2 separate regions of the Triticum aestivum genome follow, and region 1 is linked to region 2. A link is a contact called in public Hi-C data. All regions are on one chromosome and are shown on one strand. The core of a region is the stretch at or near the end of the contact, and the rest is flanking DNA. Distances in the headings are between cores, read along the strand shown. Region 1 holds the start of LOC123052200 (probable LRR receptor-like serine/threonine-protein kinase At1g74360). Region 2 has its middle 8.3 kb from the start of LOC123052199.

Region 1 (3,353 bases), core at 531-3,030, 510 kb after region 2:
GTCGAGGTCGCTCTAATACCTCGGCCCTTGGTCCTCTACAGGAGGTTTTTTGGCCGGGGCGGATGAAGAGATGAAGGGCTCGTGCCCTGCTTCCCGCTCATCACGGCCTTGCTCTTGAGGGAGGGGGCACGATCCGACAACGAGGGATTCGAGCGCGGAAGCAGTGCCACGAAACTCTGAGTCGTTGACCGATGATCCCATCGATCCTTCTTTCGATCACATAGCGGAATTCTCAATGAAAGCACCAATGTCAGTACTAAAGCCGGTAGACCTCGGGGTAGGGGGTCCTGAGTTGTGGGTCTCGGATCTGTGGGTAACAAGGGACAAGGGAGACAATATTTACCCAGGCTTTGGCTCTCTCGAAGAGGTAATACCCTGCGTCCTACTTTGGTTGTATTGATGGTTGTGTATCGGACGAGCGCGCCGATGGCGAGCGGCAGATGGAGTCGGAGCGCCGCTTGGCGCGGGAGCCGGAGGAGGAGCGCGGCAGGGCAGACGACGGAGGTGGCAGCACGTGCGGCGTGGAAAACCGCGTTCCCCTGGGCTAGGCCGGCGCCGACGTTCATCGACCCATCGGCCCCGGGGAAGAGGATGACGACGACGCCTAGGGCAACACGCAGACCGCGCAGACTTTTTTTTAGTTTTTTAGAGTTTTATTAATCTTTAAGTGAACTTTGGCCAGCGGTTGACCGGCTATTTAAGGTTTAATTATATTCATTTTGGCCGCGTGTTTTTTAAAAAAAAAATAGACGCGAGAAAAAATAAGTTTGCCACTTGTTGGACGCATCGATTGACCCAAACCAAAGAGTAGACGCGCCCGACCGCTTGGCCAACCTAAAACAAAGAACAGTTTTGCTAGAACTCATCTAAATGAGATATAGTTTGGTCTCATTCACCTTTTATAGCCATTGGATGTGATGCTATAAGATGCGTGTGTGCTGACGTGAGTTGTACCTGTTTTTGTTTTTAAGGTGAATGAAACCAAATTATATCTCATCTAAATGAGTTATAGGCACTTCCAACAAAGAAAACGTGTGTCCGTTTATCGCCGCGTTAACTCTTCACACGCGCAGGGCGCATCATTACTGCGTTGTGCGTTTTGGAAGCTTCACGTCTGCACGCGCGCGCGCCCACCACGCGCACGGGGCACCCGTGCGTGCGCAGGCCGTTCGCTTCGGCCCCATCATAACTCCGGCGGCAGGCTGACCCAAACCGTTGCCGTCCTTTCGCCTGTCAACAACGGCGGCCGCTATTACCTGGACCAACAGTCCAAGCCAAAACATCATAGTACTACCAGCTTTTCTCTCATGGAAAAATGAAAATGTTAGTATAGTAGATCAAGAGAAGAGAAACAACATCCAACGAAGCTTCCGGTGGAATTTCGGCGGGCACCTACGCAACGAGCAAGGATCTTGAGATGTCGTCATGCGGCCATATGGTAACTTGAGATGTCGCCGGAGCTGTTAAAAATTGCCGATCCCTTCTTGTTCCCGCAGTGCGAGTATTTATTCCCGACATTGCTGACGTGCGTTCTCTCAAATTTAAAAATCGCCAGTTAAAAACGGCGACAAATCAAGGCCTTGGAGGGAAAGCAAGGGAGGGAGGAAGGGAATTCAGAGGCCACAACCAAACCAGTGAGTCGGTCAGACTCGTGCCCTTTTGGCTCCCCGTGCAGTCAGCGCCGAATTAACAAAGATGGAACAGCGAGAATTCAAAGGTCCAGACGGGGGACAGCGACGCCCCTCTGCATACTAGTCCCTCCACCCACATGTGGATTAACCCCTAAACAACCTCAGACTTTTGTTTTGTCTTTCCTTTCCTCGCTTGCTTACTTCACACCCCTCGTCGGCCTCGTCTTCGGATTGTGGGGCAAGCCAAGCGAACACCGAGCAGAGCAGAGGCGCCGAGCCAAGAAGAAGCATAGGCATAGGCGGCTCGCGCATGAGGAGAGGCACACCTTTCGTCTAGGATTCGATTCGTCCATGATTATTCAGGAGGGCAAGCCATGTCTCCCCTGCTCCTCCGGTTCCTCTGCCTACTCCTCCTCGCAGGTACATACCGCCGGCCTCCCTTTCTTTCTTGCTCTCTTATCTTCTTCTCTTCTTGGGGCGTGAGAGCTGAATTGCGCGTGGAGTCGGTCTAATTTGAGTGGGTCGATTACTCTTGAAGGTGAGGCGGCGCTGACAGGCGCGCAGAGCGGCGGCGACAAGGAGGTGCTGGTGGAGCTCAAGCGCTTCCTGGTTGCCAACAACAGGTTCAACCGCGGCGACTACGACGGGTGGCAGGAGTCGGACCTGTCGCCGTGCCAGTGGAAGGGCGTCGGCTGCGACAGGGGCAGCCGCGTCGCGTCTCTGAACCTGGCGGGCTCGACCATCTCCGGCCAGGTGTTCGGCAACTTCTCGCGGCTCTCGGCGCTCACGTCGCTCGACCTCTCCGGCAACTCCATCAACGGCCCGCTCCCGGCCGCCGACCTCAACCAATGCCGCGGCCTCCTGCACCTCAACCTCTCCCACAACCTCATCACCGGTCCGCTCAACCTCTCCGGGCTGACCAGGCTACAGACGCTCGACGTGTCGGGGAACCGGCTCGAGGGCGGCGTCGCCGTCAACTTCCCGGCGATATGCGCCGACCTCAACTTGCTCGACCTGTCCACCAACAATCTCACGGGCAACATCACCGGCCTGTTCGATGGCTGCGTCAGGCTCGACAAGGTCGACCTCAGCTCCAACAACTTCACCGGCGAGCTATGGCCTGGAATCGCGAAATTCAGGGAATTCAGCGCCGCCGAGAACAACCTCACCGGGAGCGTCCCGTGGAGCACGTTTCCTGACGGCTGCAGGCTCCAGTCCTTGGACCTCTCCGATAACCAGCTGGTCGGGGGCTTCCCGGATTCCGTCGCCAATTGCACGAATTTGACGTACATGTCGCTGTGGGGGAATAATTTCACTGGGATTATACCTGCCGGAATCGGGAAGCTCGCCGTCCTCGAGACGTTGATTCTTGGGAACAACAAGTTCGATCGGAAGATACCGCCGGAGCTGACGAACTGCGGGAGACTTCAGTTCTTGGACATGAGCACCAACAACTTTGGAGGCGACGTGCAACAGATTTTCGGCAACTTTACGAGCTTGAAGTATCTTGTGCTTCATCACAACAATTACACCGGCGGCATCGTGGCCTCCGGCGTGCTCCGGCTACCGCTGCTCGCCAGGCTCGACCTCAGCTTCAACCAGTTCACCGGCGAACTCCCTCCAGAGGTGGCCAACATGAAGAGCCTCAAGTACCTGATGCTCGCCGAGAACAACTTCTCCGGCACCATACCGCCGGTGTACGGCTGTCTCGCCGAGCTCCAG
Region 2 (3,426 bases), core at 792-3,291:
ATGTTTCCCGTCCGAACAACCACGTATTTCTTCACGAATGGTTTGGATTTGGGGCAGTCCGGACTGTCCAGACGGTTGGATTTCGGAGAATCCGTTGGGTGCTCATTTGATGTCCGAACACGTCCGGATGTATGAGGGATAAATGAGTTTCGGTGTCCGAACACGTCCGGATGTATGAGGGATAAATGAGTTTCGGCCTTGGAGACAACGTTTATCATTTGTTTCCTTCATTTATATATATTATAGCCGGTAGCAACAGACAAATGAGTTTCGGTCTTAGAGACAATCTTTATCATTGTTTTCTTTATTTATATGTATTATAGCCCGTAGCAACGCACGGGCATTCTACTAGTTATTGGTAATGTTCGTACGGTTGAAAGACTGACAACATCATTGCTTCAGTCCAATTGCAGCCTCTTTACCAAAGTCTTTAGAGTATTTCTTCGAGTAGAGATTGATACTGCGAAGGTGTTTTCAAGAAATTTCATTGCAATTAATAATTATAGGAGTTACTTTGTATTTTTTATCTTAGGTTCAAATCAGTGTACCTGTAATTGTTATGAGTATGAATAAAGTTATAGGTGTTTAAAAAAAAGAACGACTTGATTTCTTTTAACTTAATTTTTTTTTGGAAAAAGAGAACGACAGCTGAGATACGGTCTGCATAACGATCAATCAGTGCCTTCCTTGCACAAACTCTCAGCGTCCCGGCCAATACCACACGCTCTGAGTCGCCCGACGCGTGCATGCAAATGCAAGCAATCAAATCAAGCAGGTCGACCGTCGACGTCGATCCACATCGCCGCACACGTACGCTCGCCTGCACTCTACCTAGCGTGCTTATGTTGACCATGCATAACAAACGTTTGACCGCTGCCTCGTCACGTATCGCCCCCACCCCAATGATCGCACGCGCGTAACATGTGTGCTTGCGACGCCTCGATCGCCTGCATCGGGACACACAGAGCCGCTGCTATCCGGCCGCGCGTCGTCTTTGGCGTTTCACGTGTCGGGAGGAGACGTTTTCATTGACTAGAAAGACGTTTGTGTCTTTTTAAGATGCTAAAGTTGCAAGCATGATTAAAAAGACGCTAAAACTAGTTTTGAGACTAAATTTTTTTAGTCAGGGTACCCCTACTAAAATGTGAATTAGTCCTCTCTTTCCTCATTTAACTCCCTTCCTTTAACATATGCGAGTTCTGTATTGAAGGGTTTGAAGGATAATAAATGCCCATTAACTTGATTTTAGTCTCTTTAATATTTGGATCCAAGCATGGGTGAGGCTAGCAAGTTTTAGTCCCACTACTTTTAATCATGAGACTAAAACGTATCAAGCACCCTCTTAGAATGACTTCTACAATCTTTAGACTAGCCACAATGGATGGTAACATACAGTAGTAACATGGGCATGTTATTACTCTATGTTACTACTTCTATAGTGAGGAGCAACATATGTGTGGTAACATGCAACACTTCATTTATTATGCTATAGACTTATCTTGCCTTGATATGTGTGATGTTACTCATACTAGTAGTAACTAGCTATGTTACTACATGCCTCTCTTTCTTCATTTATTACTTGTCACATCATCTATTTTATCTAGATATATGTGATGTTACTACCTATGTTACTCTTATTGTGGGTAGTCTTAGATGTTGTCCTCGCTTAGTATCTTGAAAATGATCATAAAAATAGAATGTGAGTGCATGCGTTTATATGAATGAGGGTATGTGCATGTACGTGGACACTTGTGTTGTAGTTGTAGTAAGTACCATGTTAAAAAAACAAACCAAGGAGCATCCATCAAAGTTTTTTTTTCAAGCGTCCATCAAAGTTAGCCGGACGCATGTGCCGCTGATTGCGACGACGGGAAGGGAACAAACGACTGAGCGAAGGCAGATAGATCATTCGCAACAGCACCGTCGTCCCGATCACTTCTGTCTTGTCGCGTACGTATATGCTTCTGCTATGCGCTGTGCATGTGCTCGCGACCAACCATGCGCGTGCCTCGATCCAACAATCATTCCGTCTCTGCTTCCCGGATCTAAACGGATCATCCATCACTAGACAGGAGAGCTGTTGGTTTCTGGCGTCTTCACGGCTCTGTGCCAGACGTAAAGCACCATGTTAATTGTGCTGTGACAAGGACATGTGGAGACTGCACGTGCAGCTCAAGCCACACGCCGCCGGTTAGTTAGCCAAGATCCTGTCCGCCGCGCGGCGCGGCTAGGTAGGTGTAACTTCTCACCGGATTTTGTGCGTGTCTCTTCTAGAGGCCAGGGGGAGAATGTGACACGCTGTTCATCATGTGTTCATGGCGACCTAATTACTTCAGCGTAATTTAATTTCGCGTCGCGTCGCATCCCACCTAACCCGAAAGAAACAAGGGCATACGCATACGTGCAGGTTAGTTTTCTTTTCGGTCAAAAGCACGAGTTCTCCCCGCGGAAAAAGAAGCAGCACGCCACGGGTTCAATCCAAACCCCAAGTAATCGCTGGAGAAAAATGGTGCCTCCGTACGGGAGGATGTTTACGCATGCGCGTTAGTCAGACGACGAACAGTTTTCTTCAAAACCACGCCATGCACGCATGCGTGTAAACTAATGTGAAAAATTGTTGTTCTCGCATGGATGCATGCATATGCTTGCACGTCGCCATATGGCCGGTTGGAAAAGGCGCGTGGAAACATTAGGGTTTTTGTCAGAAAATGAGGAGCCGATATTACGTACCCCTCCTTAAGGAAATATAAGAAGCTTAGATCACTAATAAAGTAGTGATCTAAACACTCTTATACTATTTCTTTACAAAAAAAAATGCATGCACGTCGCCATATGAATGGACAAGTGAAGTGGTACACAATATCACACCACTCTAGTCTACGCTCCTCCCTCTGAGCGTACGCCCGTGCGTCACTCCGACACTACGTCCACCTCCTACTGCCGTTAGCCGCTCAATCTAAGTTGGACACCTCCCTCTCCCTCTTCCTGCCCCGTGCTGAAGCCATGGCCTCGAGCCCGAACTCCATGACCGCCCCTTCTCGCAGGGCTGGCGACCGGCCGATGATTTCTGGGTTGTGTATCTCCTCCTGCTCGAAGACGCCTGGTGTCCGCGGTGATGGTGCAAAAAACTGTCAGATCCCTCGGTAGGGGTCCAAGCCCGGCTAAAAGTCTTAGAGTGGAGTTTACACGAGGTTTTTATCCAAGTTCGGGCCTTCAGAGAGTAATACCCTACGTCCTGCCTGTTCATTACAAGAAATATGTCAACTAGTGACCTTCTGTCAGTGACCCTGGAAGAATTGGTCATAGATCTATGACCATTTCAGACCAATTGGTCAAAAGCTGTTCGGGGGGCTCCAAACCCTAAACTATAATGCCATTTTGGTCAGAAAGGTCGTAATTTCCTTATACGAAATGGTCATAAAGCAG

What was found. Hi-C and Micro-C count contacts between places; a contact is called where the count stands out from the background.
Region 1: a Hi-C map of leaf shows a contact between it and region 2, with 10 times the contacts expected there. The contact joins the promoter of LOC123052200 here to the enhancer-like site in region 2. A contact is called at or near these places in 2 of 5 Hi-C or Micro-C datasets (both in leaf).

The regions. Positions count from the first base shown.
Region 1 is chr2D:136,622,240-136,625,592 of IWGSC CS RefSeq v2.1, forward strand. It overlaps LOC123052200 (probable LRR receptor-like serine/threonine-protein kinase At1g74360), which reads left to right and starts at 1,781. Exons shown (of 2, transcript XM_044475312.1): 1 at 1,781-2,051; 2 at 2,170-3,353. The coding sequence starts at 2,006.
Region 2 is chr2D:136,114,715-136,118,140 of IWGSC CS RefSeq v2.1, forward strand. No RefSeq gene overlaps it. Among protein-coding and RNA genes, the nearest start is that of LOC123052199, 8.3 kb to the left of the region's middle. Within about 2 kb of position 2,042, at least 2 of the 8 cell types and tissues checked have an H3K27ac peak or open chromatin away from gene starts, as enhancers often do. A contact at or near this core is called in leaf, where this site is marked.